Linked DNA regions of Gossypium hirsutum: region 2 is linked to region 1. Evidence: chromatin contacts called from public Hi-C data. All regions are on one chromosome and are shown on one strand. The core of a region is the stretch at or near the end of the contact, and the rest is flanking DNA. Distances in the headings are between cores, read along the strand shown. Region 1 holds the start of LOC107954910. Region 2 holds the start of LOC107956230 (chromatin modification-related protein EAF1 B).

What was found. Hi-C and Micro-C count contacts between places; a contact is called where the count stands out from the background.
Region 2: a Hi-C map of leaf shows a contact between it and region 1, with 2.2 times the contacts expected there. The contact joins the promoter of LOC107956230 here to the promoter of LOC107954910 in region 1. A contact is called at or near these places in 9 of 34 Hi-C or Micro-C datasets (anther, callus, hypocotyl and 3 more).

The regions. Positions count from the first base shown.
Region 1 is chrD07:30,795,519-30,799,485 of Gossypium_hirsutum_v2.1, reverse strand. It overlaps LOC107954910, which reads right to left and starts at 1,636. Exons shown (of 3, transcript XR_001699750.2): 1 at 738-1,636; 2 at 1-614. It overlaps LOC107954911 (probable LRR receptor-like serine/threonine-protein kinase At5g48740), which reads right to left. Exons shown (of 16, transcript XM_016890601.2): 13 at 3,845-3,913; 14 at 3,460-3,649; 15 at 3,259-3,391; 16 at 2,516-3,066. The coding sequence ends at 2,848.
Region 2 is chrD07:30,973,121-30,977,087 of Gossypium_hirsutum_v2.1, reverse strand. It overlaps LOC107956230 (chromatin modification-related protein EAF1 B), which reads left to right and starts at 2,147. Exons shown (of 24, transcript XM_016891951.2): 1 at 2,147-2,487.

The DNA.
Region 1 (3,967 bases), core at 387-2,886:
AGATGATGGAGTCTCAAATTCCGAAGGCCAACTAGAACCTTTTCCCACTTCATTCTTCCTGGTGGATCCACTGTTTCCCATCAGCAACGGATCTTCACCTAATCCAAGTGAAACTGAAGGAATTTGTCCCCCTTTATTTGCATCGTGTCAAAAAAAATCACACTCCTCTGGCTCATCTCTACGTGTATCCATCTGCCTGTAAGCTTCAACTTCTTTCTCCAAAAGGTGATTCTCCTTCTCCCTCCCGACAAGGGTCTCTTTTAGAAGGTTCATCTCTTCTTCATCATAAGCAATTTTTTCTTCTATCATCCTTTGATACTGCGTTGCTTCCATTTCTATCGATGCCTTATCCTCTTGTAGACGCAAAATCATTGCCATAGCTTCATCAGCAGCAGAAGAAGAAGCAGCCCTTTCTTTCTCCAACTCCAAATGTAAAGCAGCACATGCAGCTTTTTCTTCTTTTATAGCTTGTTCCAATATTTTGAACCGATTTGCCTCATCCCCGGTAACCTCAAATTTTTCATTAGTGTTACCCTTTCCCTCTCCACTGCTCAGTTCAAAACCATGCCAGGTTGCCTCACTCAAATCATTGCCAGATTGAGTGTTTTTATCATCTAAAATGGCAGGTTTCACATAGGTCAATCCAAATGTAATGCTAATAAGAGAAGATCATCATTTAATAGTTCAATATTCAATGAAAACTTCATTAGATATCACATTAGATACGTTTTACTTACCAGGAAAACAATCTTCTATTCCACTAACTAGACCCCAATTTTCAATCATTGTTTCACCTCCATCAACAGATGAAGCATCTGCAACTGAGAAATTAGCAGACTTTCGATAGCCAAAAGCAGCTATCCTACCTCGTTGAACTTTAGATTTATGCTTCAGATATATACTTTTCTTTCCCTTGGCATCAGAACTACTCTTTTTTTTATTCACTATAGTTTGCAATCTTAAACCTGAAGGTAAAGTAGGACATGCTTCACCCAGCAATTCAATGGACTTGGCATCCAAATCCCAGTCTTGATCGTTGAACCAAAGTAAGTTAAAAGGGAACCTATTGAAAGGCAGTTTAAGAGCAGAATGAATGTTTGATACTGGGAATTGAATGAGAAGGTTATGCCAGCAGAGGTTGCTATTTTGGTACCCAAGAAACCCAGAACAAGGACAAGGCAAGTAAAGTCCAAAAACATGATAAAGTTTCCAAGCGAAAAACCCCAAGGTTGATCCACATAGAAGCACAAAAGCTAGAGCAAGGCCGACAAAGGCTCTTATAAGACCAATTAAGGTCCACGAAGTAAGTGTAGGGGAAACCATTACAACATGAAGAGCTCAAAAAAGGCAGAGAAATGGAACTCAAGTAGTAAAAGAAATACAATATCAACACGGAATTGATCAAACATCATGAAAGATAATAGTGAAGTTCAAACTCAATGAAAATTTCCAGCTGGAATTTTCTCGGCCCTGGGTTTTCCTGGAATGGGAAAGTGGTTGACTGTCTTGAAGAAAAAGTTGAAAGTGGAAACCATCGCCGCCTTTCACTTCTTGTCTGATGTTTCGGACAAAGATTACTGCTGTGTTTTTTGGAGGGTCTGTTGAGACAATATCAACATTTTTCAGTTTTCGGTACAAGTTACGTGTATTCAATATCAAACCAATATTTTATTGTAATTATGCTATTAATTTTGTATTATACATTTATTTTGATATTTTCTTGAGACATTAATTTCATCATTTTTATTTTTTATATTTTTTTAAAATTTGAAAAATTTGATATAATGTTATACATGTAATAATATATGTTTACCCTATAAAATTTTGTAAGTAGTAAAAATTATTTAAATCAAAACTAAAATTTTAAAATTTATAAAAATCAAGTAAAGATTAAATTCAGGGAGATATGGAGGGTAATATTCCTATGGTAAGCCTCCCTGAGGAGGTACGGAGGGGTAACGGTCACTAAAATTAACAGTAAAATTTTAACTTTTTTTAAGATACATATTCAAATATAAATGTTAGTATATAACTTTTTAAATATATAAAAAATTAAAATTTAAATATTATCATATGCTTATATTCAACAATAAAATAAACTAATTCCAATAATATAATAGAGTAGAAATCAATACTGACGAATCTTAGTATTAAGTAATGAGGATTTAATTAAAAAAATTTAAAGTTTTAATGAGAATTTCAAAAAATAAAAATTGATAGATCTAATTAAAACTTTTTATAACAAAAAAAAATGGAGTTTTAATGAGAATTTTCATAAGGGAATAATTATTTTTTAAATTTAAAAACATAATTGAAAATTTCAAAAGCTGGCCTCTGAAACCAACAATCATCATTCAACATCTTCTTTGTCGGCTATGCGTGTACGGCCGTGCTCTAATTAACCATTGAATAGTCAAAATTTCTTTTGTTGAATGAATAATCAAGTCTATTACTCTAATAATTTTTTTTCTTCTTTTTGCAAGAACAACATCCTTTTTCCACAGGAGAAATAATATAGCAGTAATTTTTTATTATTGGATGGTTGCTCCAAAATCCAGTATTTAGTTGAATATCAAGCTCCACTCACTGCTTTCAATTGATTTGCACATGTTGCAGGGACAGAAACATGTATGAAACATTGTGTCCGAACATGTTGGATGGTTTGGCAAAGTTTACCCAAACACACTACACTACACTACACTACACTATTATTGCTTGCCATTGACAGAATAGATACATATAAGCATTCTTATACGATGTCTGTTTTTGAAACAACTATATATACCTCATCTCGTTTTAAATAGTGGGAAGGAAAAGTTTTCAAAGTTGGAATAGGGTTGATGTTGGTTAACCTGAGTGTCCCAAAGATGCAAGATATGCAAGCTGAAGACTGTAGGCTTCTTTCAGCTCACCCAACACTTGTGCAATAGTGGGTCTCCGTGATGCATCTCTTTCCACACACCGTACGGTGACTAAGGCTGCTTTTCTCATGCTTTCGACATCGAAGGTTCCCTTTAAGTTGTCATCCACTATCTCCAATGCACCTGCCTGCAAGTACGGCTTTGCCTGCGTTTAAGTCAAATATGAACCAGTTGCTTAGAGCTATGTTTCAGGATTTTGTATTAACATGCTTAAACTAATTAGCCTTCTTAAATCCATGACTCTCCAGTTAGTTGACAAATGCAACAACATCACACCTTCATGCTCCTTTTCATACACAAGAATAAGAAATTAAAAGGAAAAGGAAATTATGGTTACCCATAGCACTAAATTGAAGGAATCTGGAGTTCCGGAATGCGTCAGCGGTTCTCTTCCGCATATGAGCTCTAAAAGAACAACACCAAAACTATAGACATCACTTTTCTCAGTCAGCTGTTGGGTGGAATAATACCTGCAGTTAATAAACGACATCAATGATGGTGTGCGGTGCAGTAAAGGCACAATTTAAGGAAGATATACTCAGGATCTAGATAGCCCGCAGTGCCCTTGACAACAGTGGTCACATGAGTTGCATCTGCCAGAGTTACTTGCTTAGAGAGGCCGAAATCGCAGACCTTCGCGTTCATCTCACAATCCAAAAGGATGTTACTGCACTTGACATCACGGTGTATGATTCTTGGATCGCTCCCATTATGCAAATAGTCCAGCCCTTCCAAACAATCAAGGCTCAATGATCAGAGGCAATAAAATGGTAATAGCATTTATTATGCCAAAAACATTGGACCTCCTGCTGTTTCCACTTATAAATGTGAAAGTGAAACCATACCATTTCCGCAAACAAATATGGCATAAAGTCCACACATTCCCTTAAGGGATTCCTTTAATACTAGACAATTAGACATACCTTTTGCAGCATCAACAGCTATTTTCAGTCTCCGAATCCAGCTTAAAGAAACTTTTTGACTATTCGGACCTGAAACAAACATCAAGAACAAGCTATAACAGTTTAAAGGACATGTAGCTAAAA
Region 2 (3,967 bases), core at 898-3,397, 180 kb before region 1:
GCTTAAATGATGATCATGTGATGCATGTCATATAAAATGCTTGGTTTCAAATGTTCATATGATTGAATTGGCATAGATTGATATGAAATGATATTGTTTTGGTTGTGGAAAGATGTTATGAAAGTTTATAGATGTTTGATTAAAAACATGTAAGATGTACCAAATTTATTTTGTCAAAGCAGGGGCAACGTCGTGACATAGATTGACAGTGAATGATGCCGTGACATCAAAATTCTTGAAGTCGCGATGTAACTCACTAAGTAATGATGTCGTGATGTGAAGGTCATGATGTTGTGACGTTAACTCACAGGTTTTGAAACTTTTCAATTAAGTCCTTAACTGACCTTAGGTTAGTAAATGAGCTTTCGTAAGCTCGTATAAGATTCAGAAATGATTTTACATCTGGTTAAAATGTGTTTTATACTTGAAAGCATGTTAAAATGATTAAAATGTATTGAAATTTGATGTAATTTTCTTCGGTAACATCCTATAGCTCAGACCCGACGATTGGGTTAGGCAATGAGTGTTACAGCTCTTACCACTTATAGGAGCATGGTTGGAAGCTTATTGTATTCGACTATAAGTGGACCAAATCTATGTTTCTGTTTTGGAGTATGTATTAGATGCCAATCAAATCCCAAAGAATCTTATGTCAAGATAGGTTGAAGAATTATGAGATTTGTTAATGGAACACTAGATTTCAGAATCTAGCTTTCAAAAGATAACATAATGAGCTTGGTGGGGGTATAGTGATGTTGATTAGGTTGGCAATGTGGATGATAGAAAGAGCACCTCTAGAGGTTGTTTCTACTTGAGATCCGATCTTGTATCATGGTAAAGAAAAAAACAAGAATCAAGATCATTGTCAACAATTAAGGCAAAGTACATTGCAGTAGGTAGTTGTTATGCTTAGCTCCTTTAGATGAAACATGTGATAGAAGATTTTGGAGTGACACTACCAGTTATAATTTCATAGTATGACAATTTAAATTCCATCAATATATCAATGAACCAATGATGCATTATAGGACAGGACATAGATACTTGCTATCATTTCATTCAAGAATTAGTAGAAAATGGCACTGTAGAATTAAAATATATGCCTACTGAAAATCAATTAGATGATCTCTTTACAATGGCAGTTGGTTTAGCTATGTTTGAAGCCTTGAGAAGTTATATTGGTGTGTATGGAGTTTAAAATTTAGCGGTTGAATGATGGCATCCAAATGTTAATTCTTGATGTTGTTTTAGCAAGTGCTTATTTTTGGTGAGTTATTGGTTCGAAATCTTTTCTTTTTGGTGGGTAAAATATTTTGTAATTTTAAATTTCCAAATTTTAGAGGGTAAGTTAATAAAGACAATGGTTAATGGTTATTTGGGTATTTAATACCCTATTAAAGTTACAATAGGTTTCTATCACTACTTTTCATTTTAATAGAAACTTAGACTCTCAAGAAATCCCCTATGATTTTAAACTATCTTTTGTTCAAAATCCTTTCTTTCTTGCTTTAAAAAAATGTTTTTTTTCTACAATGGCTTGTGTTAAAGTTACATCTTAGGAGCAATTCGATTGATTGTCTTGAGAAGGTTTCTATCTACTGAAGTAGGTTAATCAAATGATAGTATTTCTTCCAACGAAGCTCAACAACCATTGGAATCTTCTGTACTCGATGTTCCAAATGCAATCAAGGAATAGTTGCCATTGCAATTGGCATTGTTTTCTAAAGGAAAGGTTCCTATTGCTGAAAGGGCCTCAATAATTATTGGTTCAAATTAGTACTCGAACTTGGCTTTTGGTCCATATTAGTACTTACATTAATTGATTTACTTGAATCCATTTGAACTATGAAGTCAAGTTAATGTACTAATTTGAATCAAAAGGTCAAATTTAATATCTAATTGGATCAGAAACGGTTTAGTTATCAAATTGAACATTGAGGCCAAGTTTAAGTAACTAATTGGACAAAAAAAACCTAAGGTACCATTTTGAACCTTAAAATAAAGTTTAAGTACCAAAATATATATTTACCCAGTGATAAAAAAGCCCGAACTTAACCAAAAAGGCCCTTTTGTATCGTCGTCTTCCTCAAGTTAAAAACCCAGGCCCAGTACTCACTGAGACTACTCGCATAGTAACCCCGAAAATCAGCCTAAACGAACAAAACCTACACAGGAAAAAAACCCCGAAAAAATATTAAAATAAATCCATTTTTCTTATTTTGAGTGCCAAAACGAACAAAATTTATATGGACTTTTAATAGTAGGACTCTACAACGTGCCCATGGCTTGCATTTGCAGGGAGGTGTCGTATTTTAGGGTCATTTCATGTCGTTTTGATTGAGGGCAGGACGTTGAGGAAGAGTTCGAAGCTTAAAAAAAGAAAAAACCCTGGACAGAGATAAGGAGAAGAAACGAGAGTATTAAAAATAGCGGAAACGTTTTGCTGTGCCCTATCTCTCAATTGTTTGACTCAGTTTCCTCATTCAGGTTATTTTCGCGCCTAATTTTCTTTTTTCTTTTTCCTTTTGTTTTGGAAACCCTAGAATCTGGTCAGTGTTTGAAATTAGGGCACAATTCCATTGATTCAATGCGTTTAGGGTTTATCTCGTGGTTTATACAGACATTTCAATTGAATGCTTGTGAATTTACGGGGCAAGTAGTCTTCTTATATGTTTATTAACATTACTTGGAAGATAAATGCTGGTGAAGTTCTTTAGGCTCTTTGTTGTTTTATTTAGCTACCGATTTTCCACTTCTAGTGGTTGTGTTCACTGGAATTTGAAGAAACTTGCTGGTGCCAAAGCTCTTTGCGGTGTTATTTGGAATGCCAACAAATCCGGTACGAGGAACAGAAATCAGCACACAAATCGCTACTTCCCTAAAATCTAATTTGATATGGTAGTCTTTTCGATCTAGGAACAAAATACAATTAATTGGAACCTAAGACATTTTTTACAAAAACATAATTAAATAATAGTATAAATATGTATAAATTATTAATAAAATTAATTAGTTTTTTAAAAAAATTAATGTTAACCAATCATTATAATGTTTACAAATGATGTCAAGGAAAAAGAAGATGCATTTTTTTGTTTAATTAAAATCCTATTATTAAATATAATTGGTTAAAATGTGCCACAAGTACATGTATTCTCTGTAAATTTGGAATTTAGTCTTTGTACTTTTATTTTCAGGAATTTAGTCCCTCTACTTTTTAAATTTAAAAATTCAGGTCCAGTTGTTAACATTGTTAAAATTATTTTGTTAAATTTGTTGGTGTGACATTTTGAAATTAAAAAAAAAATAATCGCATGGTAACCTTGTAATTAATTAAAAAATGGCTTTGTAATGAACATGAATGTAACAAAATAATTTTAATAGTGTTAACAATTGAATTTAAATTTTTAAATTTGAAATGTAGAGGGGCTAAATTCCTGGAAATAAAAGTACAAGGATTGAATTTTAAATTTACGAAGAGTACAGGGACTTATGACATATTTTAACCTTAATAATTATATTTCAATAATTATTTTTTAAATCTTATAATTTAAGTGAAAAATTTTCAGAAACTCTCTCAGTCTCTCTTACATTAAATCACTTGCAAGGTTAAGAGAAAGCAAGAAACAGGTTTGCTCTCCCACCGACTTTTGAACTGTATTGTTTTACTGACAGGTGAAATTAAAAATTACCCGTTTCTATCTTCAAGTTCATGCTTTTCTATTTATTAGCAGGATTGTAGATTTTCACAAATTGGATTGCAAATTGTCCAAGATTTTGAACATGCCATCCAATTCGAAAATCCTAGGGGGATTAGCTTTTTTGGTACATGCTATCATCTGTACCTATGTGTATGCTTATGTCTGTATGTAGTTTAGCTTTGCTTTTGGCGTTCCAATCAATGGCAGACTTTGCATTTCCTTTACGGGGCGTTTTATCTATCCAAAATTTAGTGGCAACCTCTCCCATA